Regions from separate parts of the Neogale vison genome. Here region 1 is linked to region 2. Evidence: chromatin contacts called from public Hi-C data. All regions are on one chromosome and are shown on one strand. Each heading gives the region's core, a stretch centred on a gene start, on an enhancer-like site or on the middle of the called end of the contact. The rest is flanking DNA. Distances are from core to core; before and after follow the strand shown.

The links. A called contact is a pair of places that touch in the nucleus more often than the background predicts.
Region 1: a Hi-C map of muscle shows a contact between it and region 2, with 3 times the contacts expected there. The contact joins the promoter of LOC122907559 here to the promoter of ERN1 in region 2. A contact is called at or near these places in 2 of 3 Hi-C or Micro-C datasets (fibroblasts and muscle).

What each region holds. Positions count from the first base shown.
Region 1 is chr5:14,795,300-14,802,213 of ASM_NN_V1, forward strand. It overlaps LOC122907559 (intercellular adhesion molecule 5), which reads right to left and starts at 1,592. Exons shown (of 8, transcript XM_044250368.1): 1 at 1,530-1,592. It overlaps SMARCD2 (SWI/SNF-related matrix-associated actin-dependent regulator of chromatin subfamily D member 2), which reads left to right and starts at 1,839. Exons shown (of 13, transcript XM_044247646.1): 1 at 1,839-2,309; 2 at 6,845-6,914. The coding sequence starts at 2,094.
Region 2 is chr5:14,584,395-14,591,409 of ASM_NN_V1, forward strand. It overlaps ERN1 (serine/threonine-protein kinase/endoribonuclease IRE1), which reads left to right and starts at 4,725. Exons shown (of 22, transcript XM_044247636.1): 1 at 4,725-4,825. The coding sequence starts at 4,772.

The DNA.
Region 1 (6,914 bases), core at 342-2,841, 210 kb after region 2:
GGCAGGTAACCCACTTTTAGGCAGAAAGAGGAAAGTGAGCTCCGTGAAGACCAAGAGGCAAGAAAGCAGCGGCGGGGAAGGGCTCATCACTGTTGGAAAGATACCAGGAAGTACAGTGGAGCAGAACTGATTTCTAAAAAGGGCTGGAGGACTATACTATACTATAAACAGGATCTGGGGTGCTATGGTGCAAGACTTGGTTAGGGATGAAAACAGAGCAGAGAAATTTATAGTGAAAATCAATCTTGGCTACTCAAAATTATTGTCTGAGTAGCAACAACATAGCTTTGGAGCTCTAGAAGCAATTGTACTACTAGGTATTTAACCTAAGGATACAAAAATAGTGATTGGAAGGGGTACATGCACCCCAATGTTTATAGCAGCAATGTCCACAACTGCCAAAATATGGAAAGAGCCCAGATGTCCATCAAGGGATGAATGGATAAAGAAAATGTTAAAATATATATGATATATATCTCATACAGAATATTACTCAGCCATCAAAAAGAGTGAACTCTTGCCATTTGCAAGGATGTGGATGGAACCAGTCTAAAGTGTATTATGCTAAGTGAAGTAAGTAAGAGAAAGTCAAATACCATATGATTTTTCACTCATGTGAAATTTAAGAAACAAAGCAGATGAACACAGGGGGAGGGAAGGAAAAATAGGATGAAAATAGAGGCAAACCATAAAAGACTCTTAACTCTAGGGAACCAACTGAGGATTGCTGGAGGGGTGTTGGGGGATGTGGTAGTTGGGTGATGGGCATTAAGGAGGGCACTTGACAAAAGGAGCACTGGGTGTTATAAGCAACTGATGAATCATTAAACTCTACCCTGAATCTTGTAATACACTATGTGTTGACTAACTTTATATAAATAAAAGAAGTGCAGAAGCTTAAGCCCTGCTTAAGCCCAGACCCCAGACCTACTGAGTCATAATCTGCATTTTAAGTAAGAGCCCCAGATGTTTCTTATACTCTTTAAAGTTTAAGAAGCACTGGTCTGATGGCGAGAAAACGCCAGATGACCAGAATGTAGGCTCTGACACACCTGAAACACTTTATTTTGAATACCTTATGATACAGGACAGTGGTTTCTGAAAAGGTATTGAATTTTTTTTCAATTAAATACTATAAATCCTAGAGAAAGACGTTATTTAACTGCAGGGAGATTTCTCATAATGCAGAATTCCTCCCCCTAGAAACATTTCCTGTGGAGGAAAAAAAGTACTAGGCTTCCTTAAAGTGAGGCAGAGCCACTTTAAAAATATGCGATAAGAACTCGGCGCTTGGCCAAGTCTGCCCTTCACACAGCTGGATCGGGTCTGGGGCAGCTGATGTCCCTTGGCAGCTCTGAGCTGCTACGAGGATGAGCTTTTAAACAAAGTCAAGTCGGCGGCTCTTTCCCCTCAGGGAGCTGAGTCTTTAATGCTGAAAAATGTAGAAAAGAGACTTAAGAAAACTATTTTCACAGAGCTAAGCGGGAGCCTCCGGGAGTTGGCTACAACGGGGAGAGTTCAAGACCTACCCGTTCACTGTTGAAGCCCTACGTGACCTTCAACCTCTGACCCCGCGCCTTGCACAGCGTTTCCTGCGCCGCTTTCCGCCCCCGCCCCTCCGGCCGAGGGCTGGACCAAGGGGTGTGGGCGTGGCTCTAGGGCTGGCGGTTAGGGGAGGGGCCTGTTGGGGGCGGGTCTCGCGAGGGGCGGGATTTGAGGAGGCATCCCGGCATTGGACTGCTGGTTCTAGGCGGGGCCTAGCGCTGGGCTTGTTTGGGCGGGGCTGGGAGTTAGTTGCCGCCTCCGGGTAACTGGGCCCTGGCAGCCAAACCTCCGGAGGCCGCGGGCGGCAGGCAGGCCTGCAATAGATCCCGGATCCGGAATTCCCCGGGCAGGACCGGAATCAGGATCGGCCCTGCCCCAAACCGAGTCTGCGAGGAACTCGAGAACTTGGATTGGGAAATCCCGGAACCCGGATCAACAAACCCCAGAACCCGGAATTTAGATCGGAAAGTCCCGGAGCACGGATCGCGGAGCGGACTCGACACGGAGTCCGGAGCCCGGATCGCGACAGCGCCGGACGGGACGGAGCGATGTCGGGCCGTGGCGCGGGCGGGTTCCCGCTGCCTCCGCTGAGTCCTGGTGGCGGCGCCGTTGCCGCGGCCCTGGGAGCGCCGCCTCCGCCAGCGGGACCCGGCATGCTGCCCGGACCGGCGCTCAGGGGGCCAGGGCCGGCCGGAGGCGTGGGGGGCCCCGGGGCCGCCGCCTTCCGCCCCATGGGCCCCGCGGGCCCCGCGGCGCAGTACCAGGTGAGCCGCGTGGATGGGCGGGCGGCCCCGCGAGCACGCCGGGGGCTGCGGACGATGGGGGGCCTCGAGTGAGGGCCCCGGGGCGGCCGCCTTGGCACAGGGCATAGGGGCCCAGCGTGCGGAGTGCGCGGGACTTGGTGGAGGGCAAGGCCGGGTGGCGGGGCAGTTGGGGGAGAGGGTAAGAGCGACCGTGGGATGGAGGGAGGCTCTGGAGGCTTTCTTAGAACAGGGATTCTGAGTAACTGAGAGATGGAGCAATCGGAGCCAGTGAGCTGTGAGCGAGTGGGCTGAGAAGTCTAGTGTAGATCTAGTGTAGTCTGGTATAGCTTTTAGGGTAGGGGGATCAGGGAAGTGCTGAGAAAGTTTTGCAAAAGGGCCCTCACTGAGAAACAAGGGTTACCCTGCATTGGCCTTGGTCCCACTCCAAGTCTGCGCTGTTTTTTTTCTAGTTGGGAACTGGCAGAGCTCTAGCGTGTCTGAGATGGCTCCCAGCTGCCGAGGAGGAGGAAGAAGGGCCTGGCTTCCCACGGCTTGGGAGGTTGAGCCTAGAGCGAGGGGATCTCAGCCTGTGCCAGGCGGGGTCTTCTCCAGGTCAGGACCCTGGCGCAGGATGGCTCTGGGTTTGAGTAGAGGTGGTGGCCGCCAGGCCTGAGGTGGAAAGCCCAGCCCACTCTGGGCAAACTCTCTTTTTGGCTCTCGGCTGGTGTCCTAGTGTCCAGGAGTAGATCGGTCTGCAGGAGCGGAGAGGCTCCACTGAGCCCTGCTGGTCTAGGGCTGGAGGAGCCTGGGAGAGTTGCTTCAAAGAGTTCTGACCCCTTTGGAGTTTGGCTTAAAGAGAGAACTTCTCAGGTTGCAGCTTCAAAGGCCATTGAGAGACAGAGACTCTATCCTTAGGGCCTGACCCCGCGGGGGGAGCTCCTCAGTCGTTTACCACCCCCCTCCAGTGCGATGTTTCTGGTTGCTCCAGAATGCTTGGGAATGGTCCCCATCCCTTTTCCCACTCTCTCTCCACCTTTATTTCATCTTTAGGTTCTAACATCGCCATAGCCCACCCAACCCATGTGCCCCAGCATGTGGCACTGGCTTCTTCGCTCATCTCCCAGGGAGGCTGGGGCTTGCTCTGCTCCTACCTCATGTCTCCAGGTAGAGGCTGCACAGTGGATCCTCACAGAAGAGGGTGTGCATATCTGCCCCCCCGCCGGAGCTCTGATCCCTCACTTTCTAAAGAGATGCTTAACTGGGGACAGTGATTGTTCCTTCTTGTTCCTCATTCTCCCTCCTCCCTGTAAAAACAAAAACAAAGCGTCTGGGTATTAACGGAGATAGACCTGGTCCCGAAGACTCCATCTTTTCCATCCTGCTTTCCCATTTGGGGACTCATGGGTCCAAGGTGATGCTGAAGGGTCCCTGCATGAGTCATTCCAGCCCCTGGGCCAGCTGGCTGAGGACTGGCCTTGGAGACTCCCTGTGGGCCTTTGGCCTGAGAAGGATCTAAGGAAGAAAGAGAAGCCTCTCTGGTGTCTTCTGCTCGAAACCCATGGGCCATGTGGCCTGGGAAGAGCCCGTGGAGAGAACAGGTTACACAGCCTTGTGTAGGGAGTGCTCTTGGGCCAGTGGCAAGGTCCAGGCTGGGTGGCCCCAGGCTGCTAGGGTTGGGGACCAAGGGGAAGACACTGAGCCTCTGCTTCCACAGGCTTCCTATCCCACCAGCTTTCCTTTTCTTTTTAAGATTTTATTTATTTGAAAGAGAGCATGAGTCGGGGTGGTCGGGGGGGTGAGAAGCAGACTCCCCGCTGAGCAGGGAGCCTGACTTGGGGCTCAGTCCCAGGACCCTGGGATCATGACCTGAGCCAAAAGCAGTCGCTTAACCGACTGAGCCCCTCAGGTGTTTTTGTCACCTCCTCTCCCAGGGAGGGGGGGGCAGTGGAGGTCCAAGGGGAGAGGGAGGACCCCGTTCACTCTGGCTGAGTTCGAGAAAGATGGTGCTTGGCCTCTTTGCAAGTCCAGCTGCGTGACTTCAGGAGATGGGGCTTGAGATCTGAGGAGCAAAGGGGTTCCTGTCGGGGCACATGAACTAGAAAAGCCAGGGTTTCAGGGCCCAGTTGGGCAACTAGGGGAGCCCCTGGAAAGAAGGGAAGTGATGACCCTCCTCCCTCCACATTGTGGTTCTATAGCCATGTCCGTACTCAACAGAGGAGCTTAAGGAAAACAAGAAATGAAAAAAACAAAACCCGAAGAAGCACAGATTGTTGGGTTCACTCCAGAGTTCAAAATATGTTCTACTCACGGAGGGCTATGTTCTCTTCTCTCAGGCCCAGCCACCTGCCCCTGCTGTCACGGGGGTGGAGGCAGAGGCCCACCTAGGGTGTGGGCTGGTGCCGGGCTGGGGGGGGGGGACGCTGTCGCACGCTTCCGAGGTTCAGGGCACTGAGCCAGGCCCGCCCAGTTCTGCTGCAGGCGGGGACTTAACAGAGCTTGGAGAGACCTGACGTGTGTGTGTGTGTGTGTGTGTGTGTGTGTGTGTTTTGTTTTGTTTTGGTGTCTTTTTTCTTTTTCCTCTTGGGTTTTTTTATTTTGAAGAGGAGTTACTGGTGCTTCAAAGAGCAGGTGTGGAGCTTGGCAGGACTTTGTGAGCTGTGAGCAACCTTCCCCTGGGCCCCTGCTCTCTCTTGGGAGAAGCTGGGGGCCCTGGGCAAGCAGGAGGAGGGGGTAGCTCTGTGCCTGGGAAGTCGGGAGCCCATGTCTGGGAGGAGCCTATTCCAGGCCCTGTCTGTGCCGCCTTGACTTGGGACTTCCTGCCACAGGAGCACCTGCCCAGGAGGGATGGGTGGTGCCCGGGAGGTTCTGTGAACGCCCTAGCGAGTAGCTTCCCGCCCTAGTGAGTGGCTTCCCGGAGACCCCGGGGGACCCAGGGGCCCAAGCTCGCTCTCCGCAGATCGCCTTGCTCCACTTGTTCCTCCCCTCCGGCTCAGGCTCTGGCTGGGGAAAATACGGCCAGGATATCTGGGGCCTGGGCTTACAGCTGTGGCCACACGGGGTTTTTTTCTGTAATCTCCGGCCGTGGCTCATTAAGGCTGAGAAATAAAAAATGGGCTTTCACCTTTCAACAGCCCAGACGAATCTTTTCCTGACGAGGAGAAATTGTGGCAGGACTCCTGAGGACCCAGAGTCCCCTCCGTTTAACTCCGTTCTCCCAGATGCTTGTCCCACGGCCGCCTTCTCTCCCCTGCCCTCCGTCTCTGGTCAGGAGTCTGGCCCTCTGTGCTGAAAACAGAGGTTCAGGGCTAGATGAAAAAGTAGGGGAAGCAGTTCATCTCCGTGATGCTGGGCCAGGGGTGGGGGGGACCCTCTGATTTGGTGCGAGTCCCCACCCAGCCTGGCTTGCTTGGATGGTTGTGCTGGTTGCATAATCTGGGCCCTGGGGCCAGCCCTGAGAAGCTGCCAGGGACAGTGTGTGCACGGCAGAGCTGCCAAACAGGCCTTGCAGGCAGCAGCTGTGGGGAGGGGGGCAAGGGGCCCGGGGAACTCCCAGAAATGTTGGGGAACTGGACCTTGATGGGAAATCCTTCTGCAGGCTTCTACAGCAGCCGTTTCTGTCACCCAGATTCCTGGTGACCCTATGCCTGATCTTGTATCCGAGGATAACCTCATCTCTGTTCTCCAGTTTAGGACCGTGTGGGCTGTATTCAGGCTCCGTTTTCCCCAGCAGCCACGTGGTACCTGGACCCCAGACGGAGGCTGGGTGCCGGCGGCTCTCCCAGAGGCCACCCAGGAGCCACAGCCTTCCTCTCGGGGTCTTCTGGCTTCAGGGTGGGGAGCAGGGCAGTAGGGAGGTGGAGAGAAGGGTCCAGGTCTGGGTTGTAAGGAGGGACCATATGGTGACCAGATGGTCTCCGGACTCTGCTGAGGCCACCCCCACCAGTCGGGACATGCGCCAAGCCATCCTGCTGGAATAGCTCACGTAGGGGGCCACTGCCTGATGGGCACGCCAGCCCCTTGGACCATCTTTCTCCCTTTGGTCACACTGCTGAGCTAGTGCCAGGAGATGGCTGTTGGGGTTTTGCCTACTACTATCACACTGTACCTCTCGACCCGGCTGGGACCTGGCCCCCGCGCCGTGCTTTCCTGTTCCGTTGGATGGGAGTGCTTGGTGGGGCCACATGAGGCGATCAGGAGTGCCTCCTACCCCTCTGATCCCAGGGAGCAGGGCTCACCTATGGGGCGGGGGGCTAGAAGGTGGGGCTGGGCCCTGAGACACTCCCACAGGCCCTTCCGTTTCAGGCTCTCGTCCCACCCCCCGGGTTCCGGCAGGCCCCATTTGCTGGCGCAGACGCCAGGGTGGGGGATGGGGGCAGGGCAGGTGTGGTTTATATTTCTCCTCTCAGGCACCTGCTCCCCTTTGTTCCTGGCCCTCCGCCCCGGGCTCTGTGGTGTGCTGCTTTGGGCCTGACCCGAGAAGGATGGAGAGAATGGGTTACGGGCCCCATGGGGCCCTACCGCTGACCTATGCACCCCCATTGGCTTGCTTCCCCCAGCGGCCTGGTATGTCACCAGGGAGCCGGATGCCCATGGCTGGCTTGCAGGTGGGACCTCCCGCTGGATCCC
Region 2 (7,015 bases), core at 3,475-5,974:
GGAAAAAGAGCCAGAAAAAGGTAACACCCAGAGAGGGAAAGTTCAGAAAGAAGAACTATTAACACGTCTGAAGGGAGGCTCAGGAAAAACTAGACGAACCATGGCCACTGGGATTTCACAAGAGGAAGAATGTTTATGAGCTGCCTGAAGGAAGTTTCCAGAGAGTTCTGTGGAAATAAGCCAGACCCCAGGGGAGTAGGAGGGACTGGCCAGTGAGGAAGTGGGGGCATTTTGAGAGGACAGCCATTTTCACACTGGTGCTGAGTTGGCTCTTGGAGAACATACATTTCTGATAAACGGTGATACCAGGGACGCTTCCCCATGGTGGCACACAGACTTGGTACAACTGAGTGGGAAATACGGCAGCTCACAGGCAAGTGAACAAATAATCAGTCAGGATTAGACTGGATTATCTCACAGGGCAGAACTGCCAGGAGGAAGCTCACTCTTCTCTCCCAGATGGCTGCTCTATTATTCACATTCTTTTGCACACTCCCTCGATGAGGCTAGGAGTCTTACACGTTATTTGAGGCAATGCCCCTCATCACCACACATTTGTATGCATTTCTGGTTGTTATCGGTATTCGAGGGAAACGCCAAGCTGGGCTCCTAACTATGTTTACACGTCACATAATAGTACCTTGTCATCATGCTAGGGAGGAGCAAGAATAACAAGCAGCTAATGGGGGAGCATGTCATAGCATCTGGGGTTGACCAGATGAACTCTGACGTCATATACGTAGCTGGGTCCTAATCTAGGTCGTGCCCCTTCTAGCTACGTGTCACCCCCACCAGACTGTGGACCTTTTAACATTTCAGTGTGTCACAGGTAAAACAGGGCAAACAACACCCACCCCTGGAACTGCTCAGATAACGTGAGGTGGTGACCCTATGAAGCATCTACTCGCACATTCCCAAACAATAGCCAACAGCCAATAACCCTTCACTGTGATAATGAGGAACACTTCCCCTCTGCCACACAAGGAAGTGTGCAGTAGGTTGGATTCTGTGGTAAAGAGTTCTTCAGAGTGTCACTCTCTTTCCAGATCTGGTCATCCCGGAACAGGACAAGCCAAAGTTCTGTTTACCTAAACACACTGCTCACAGTGACAGCAGCTTTTCTTGAATTTCCCTTCAGTGGTGGAACCTGAAGGAGATAAAGATTTCACTTGCTCGCCTCATTGTTTGACTTATCCCGTAACTACCCTAGACGTGCTGGAAGGTCAAATCCATTTGGAAGCAGCCGCAGTAGCATCAACATCACAAAAAAGTCAGTCCCCTCATTCTGATAAAGACACTGTTCCTTTGAGAGGGTCCCGGAACTGTCAACCATGCCCTCTCTTTTTGGTTTTACCAGCTTCTTTCCCTTTCAAGATTCCTTCATGAGGAAGACAAATATGATTTTCCTCATATGCAGAACTTAAGAAAACAGAGAACATAGGGGAAGGGAAGAAAAATAAAATAAGATGAAATCAGAGAGGGAGACAAACCATAAGGGACCCTTAACTGGAGGAAATAAACTGAGGGGTGCTGGTGGGGAGGTCGGTGCAGGGCTGGGATAACTGGGTGATGGGCATTAAAAAGGCATTTAATGTAATGAGCCCTGCGTGTTACACGCAACTGATGAATCACTGAATTCTACCTCTGAAACAAATAATATGCCATATGTTCATTAAATTGATTTTAAATTAAAAAAAAAAGTCCTTCAAAGGCAGCTACCCTCTCACTAAATAGCCATCTGCAAGCCAACCTTTTAATCATTTTTAAATGAAATTTTGAAGGGTTTTAAACAGAAATGAAGAGGCTGAGTCATAATTTATCCCACCAGAGGGCGACATTTGCTAAAATAAACAAAAGGGATTAGCGGCAGCAGGAATTAACACCGGACATTATGAGAGAGCCGGGGCCAAGGCTCTTGGCTACCCTCAGTCACCTGCGGAAACTGGAAAACATACAGGCCTCTGGGGTCCATCCCTGGAGATGCTAGTGGGGGACGAGGACAGGAAAAGGTGTCAAAATCTGTTTTTTAAACATTCTCCAAGTTTGGGAATCACTGGTTCAGAGAGAAGTGAAAATAAGATTTTGTGAACTTACTTTCCCTCAACCCCCAGCTCCTCAGACATATTCCGGTCCTCAGACATATTCCAGACATAGTGCCGAATCTCATACACATATTTTTCTTGCCTTGGTGAAAAGAGAGGGCTTATCTTCCCACAAAGATCATGACCTTGGCCTTGTTTAGAGCATGCTATTTAATGCAACTTCCAGAAAGGTCATTTACTGCCTGCTCATTTTCAGGTCTTTTCTACAGGTCCAATTCAAAGGCTCCCTACAAAAATATTTCCATTTCTGTTTCTATTTATCAGTGATGCCAGCTTTTGCTTTATCATACGCAAAAAAGCTGTCAAAACAGTACGTAATTACGGAACAGACTTATGGGCAATGCTATCATAAATAAAAACAGAGCTTATCATAGGAGTTGCCAGTTAAGTGGAGAAGCACATAAAACATGGGAATTGATTAAGTGTAAGAACAGTCTAAGTGTTGCATAAGAAATTCTGAGAAATTCTGACAATCTGTAATAGCACAGTTAAGGCCTGGGGATTTGGTCCAACTGCGTACAAGAACAAAATATACCTACCTGGCCTAGACTCCTTGGAGCAGATTTCTTTTTTTCTTTGTTGGATCTTTAAAGCTAATTTATGAGTCAGAAGAGTCAGAATACCTTTTGTGTTTCATCTACTGTGCTTACAGGGTCACAGTGACATTTTGAATTGTCAAAGGGCTGCCAGAGTTCCAGGCCAGAAAGTTCCCCTCCTAGACTTACACTGTTTGAGAAAAAGCACCAGAGAAGGGATGTGAAAGCAGTATTTTCTAGTCAAGCTCCTCTTTCGACTCAGACTTGTGGTCTTGCAGATCCTGTCTTCAGCTGGCAAGCGGGACAGGTAAAAAGCCCCTCCCAGTCTCTGGATTGTAGGCTCCTCCCTGGACCCAGGGCTATTCTGCCTAGGAGTGATGGACCCTCGGCTTCCACCCATCTCTCCGTCAATCCCAAACCTCTCTACAGTGAAATGTGCGGATACCACTCTTCAAAATATATCTACCTCTTTCACAGTTGCCAAGATTCATCACACTCTTAAAAATTGGTGTTAGGGGTTGCACCTGGGTGGCTCAGTGGGTTAAAGTCTCTGCCTTCGGCTCAGGTCATGATCCTAGGGTCCTGGGATTGAGCCCCACATCCGGGTCCCTGCTCAGCGCAGAGCCTGCTTCCTCCCCGTCCCCTCTGCCTGCCTCTCTGCCTACTTGTGATCTCTCTGTCAAATAAATAAATAAAATATTTTTTAAAAAATTGGTGTTAGGCTCTTCAGCAGTGGTAGAGATAGGTCCCTTAACTTCGATCCAGGCGTTCGGGGCTGGGAATAGGGAACTCTGTTTATGGATTCTGGCTTCCAGTGAGCATCTATCTATTTTATATTTGAATAGGGATGATCTAGACATTTGGGCTGTCCCTCGCTACTTCTTTGCTGTTTTCTCTAGCATTGCCTACTCCTTTCCCCCAAACCCTGAAAAATCTTTGGCTGTCATGTGAGCAAGTCAGGAAAAATTAGAGAAGTTGCTATCCCCTATTTCTTTTTCTCCAAGGATATGCAAATTGGTGCTTTGAGTCTTAGTTTCTCGTGTTACAAACAATATGTCTTTTCTCTCCACTTCCATCCAAGTGGAGAGCAGCTGGGGACCCTGTGACCAAATGGGTGCCAGACTTTTAAATTCAGGTTGATAGGCTACAATCCTCAAATAGATCTTGTATGAGTCCTCAACAAGCCCGCTCCCTCCAATGAGTTGTGACCCATGTCATCTCCAGCTCCACGAAGACATATCTACGAAATGCCACATTAACACACAACGCAAGCCGCTGAAATGGATTCTTTCTTTGCTTATAATTTTTGGAGAATGCCTTGGCTGTAGTTTATTCCAAAGGGAAGAGATGGTTGTTGGACGAGATTTGAGGGGAATTCCTGAGGACAAACGGAAGAAAGGGCCTTGGGGCTCGCTGAGAAACAGTCGGAGGAACCTAGAGCTGTGGACTTGCACGCATGGCAGAAATGTCGTGTTTGCGGGAGTCCCTGCCAGCTGCTGACCCTGGCTCCGGAGGTCGTCCATCATTCCACCACGACGGAAAGACGAAGCGGGGGTCTCTGGACAGCCGGCACCACCAGTCTCCTGGACTTTCCCCTGATCGAGTCTTAACACAGCGGGTCTCTCCGTGGAACTGGTGGGACCGCCTGGGGACCGCGTGGGGAAGGGGTGCACCCGTGGGGCGGGACTGCCAGCCTCCCTCAGCCCTCGGCAAAGCTCCCTGCCTCGAACGCTCAGCGCCCCTAGACGCGGGACACCCAGGTCTGGTCCTTCTCCGCTGGAGCCGTCGCCGCGTGACTCCCTTAAGGCAGGAGGCCAGCGCCGCCCCGGCCCCGCCCCTTCAGAACAGCCCCGCCCCAGGCTCCGCCTCAGGGCTCGGCCCCCGCCCAGTTTCGGGGCCGCCCCTCGGTCGGCCCCGCCCCCGCCCCCGCCCCGACCGGAAGAAGCGCCGGCACCCGGCGCTTATAGGGCTGGGCATGGGGGTGCTGCCACCGCCTAGTCAGCTCTGCGTCTGCTGAAGTCCGGCCGCCGCGGCGCTGTCGTCGCGGCGCCCCCGCCCCGTCCTCAGCCCGCCTGCCCGCACCGCCCCCCGGAGCCGGCCGGCCGGGCCGGGAGCCAGGCCCGAGTCCTCGCCATGCCGGCCCGGCTGCTGCTGGTGCTGCTGGCGCTGCTGCTGCCTGGCCCCGGGGTGAGTGACCCGGAGAGCGTGGGGTGGGGGACAGCACGGGGTGGGGGACAGCGCGGGGCGGACTGGGGTCCGAGCCGGGATCGCGGCGGTGGTGGCGGCCCGGGCTCCCGAGCGCCCCAGCGGAGGCTCGGGCAGGACGTAGGAGACGGCGCCGGGCGGGGAGCGAGCTCCTCGGGGCCGGCCTGAGTGGCGGCCGCTGTCGGCCGGGCCGAGGCGCACGCCACCCGAGGGGCCTCGCCGGCCAGCGCGGCTGTCACGGGCAGCGTCTCCCGGGGCCCCGTGCGCTCCCGCACAACTTTGCGTCGCCCCGGCGGCACCTTGGGGCTTGGAAGGCGCTTGGAAGGCGGCCCCACCTGCCGGACCCTTCCCACAGGTGGGCGCCGTCTCAGTCTGGCGGTGGCCGCGGGGCAAGGATAGAAGGGGCCCTGTAATCGAGGAGGAGGGGGAATGTCTTGCGCTTATAATCCTTGTTTGAACATTTAAAAATTCGAGAATTTCGGGAAACGAACGCCCCTGGGAGCGGGTAAGCATTTTTACCTGCGAGTGTGATTCTGCTTTACCTGCCTTGCAGGTTTCTAAATGTGCAGAGGCAGGAGGCATCCTTTTGGGCACCAAGACTTCGTTAAGCAAGTTAAGCTGTGGGATTTACACTCTTTTTAAAGATCCCATGTGAGACAGCAGTGAAGCCTCTTCAAAACTTTAAATGGAGACTGTCTCCTCACGTCAGAGCACTGTGGAGCGGTCTGAAGGGTCTTTTCATGTTTTCCTGGAGAGAAATGGCTGGATTACATTTATTTAACTATTTTAAGACCTTCACTCAGGCTGTAGATTTGGGCCCCGTGGCCGGGGAGGACATTTTGTGGACAGACTTGGCTTTTTTCCTTCTAGTTGAAAAAAACCTAAATTAGTGGTTTAAAAAAAAAAAAAACAACAAAACACCTCGTTGTTCAGGATGTGGGTATGGTACATTGGTTCAGGTTCTTGTTTAATGACTTCCACTATGTGCCTTTTAATATGGTATATCATGTACCAGGTGTCCCGGTGGAGAATTGACGTGTGTATACCTGAGTGCCACAGTGTGAAGTCTTCAGAGGTCATGCATGTTTGGTAAAAGTCTGTGCTCTTGGAGTAACAAGACCTTGAAAATAGATGAAGTAAAATATAAGATCACCTTTTTCAAATTTGGGGGTGTTTTAAGGGGAAAATTTGTACATATTTCATGATAGAACTCATGTAAATTGTTCTTTTTTTTTTTTTAAAGATTGTATTTATTTTAGAGAGAGAACACAAGCAGGGGAGGGGCGGGGGGAGCGAGGGAGAGGGAGAAGCAAACTCTGGGCTGAGCAGGAAGCCCCACTGGGGTTTGATCCAGGACCTTTGAATCTAGCCTGAGCCCAAGGCAGATGCTTAACACACTGAGCCACCCAGGTGCCCCAAGTTTTTCTTCTAATTAAAAAAGAGAATCCACTTTCTCAACTGGGGTCACATTTTGAATGTGAACACTTCACCCTGGATTGGTTAACTGTTCCTCGGCATTTGTTCATAAATAAGAGTATAAACATGATGATCAAATGACATGGAAATCGATCATTTCATATCAGGGTCTAGGTATATATGGTTTTCTTTGCCACATCTTTCCATTGGCTGTTATTTCGCAGGATTCTAGTATTTTAGTTATTCAGTAACTTAGGGCCAAAAATAACTATTTAGCTTTAGTTGGGACTATAGTTTCAGTTTGTGTAAATATTTCCAAATTGTATTTAGAAATCCAAACTTCTCAAAGTTCATGGTACAATATTCCAGACCCTTATCAAAAAGTTACATTTTAGTGTAACTGCTTTGTAAGTAAAATGTCAGAATTTTACTCCTGGAAGTATCAACCAGTAAAAATTTTGATCCCCAAACATAGAATTATTATTTTAAATTTTAAGTGGAACCTGTTGCAGAGTTTGCAGTTAAAGTGGGCAGGAGTGATATTCCGCAAAACCTATTGGGTGTAAAATTGGACAAACCTGAGTTCAAACTGGTCACTTGCTAGCTGTGCCCTCAGACAGATTATTTTACTTTTTAGAGAGTCTGTTTACTGATATGTGAAATGGGGATAACTAGCACATGTGAAGGCACCTTGTATATCGTAGGTAATAAATGTAACCCCCCATGTTTTTTACTGTCTTTATTTTTTTTAATGTT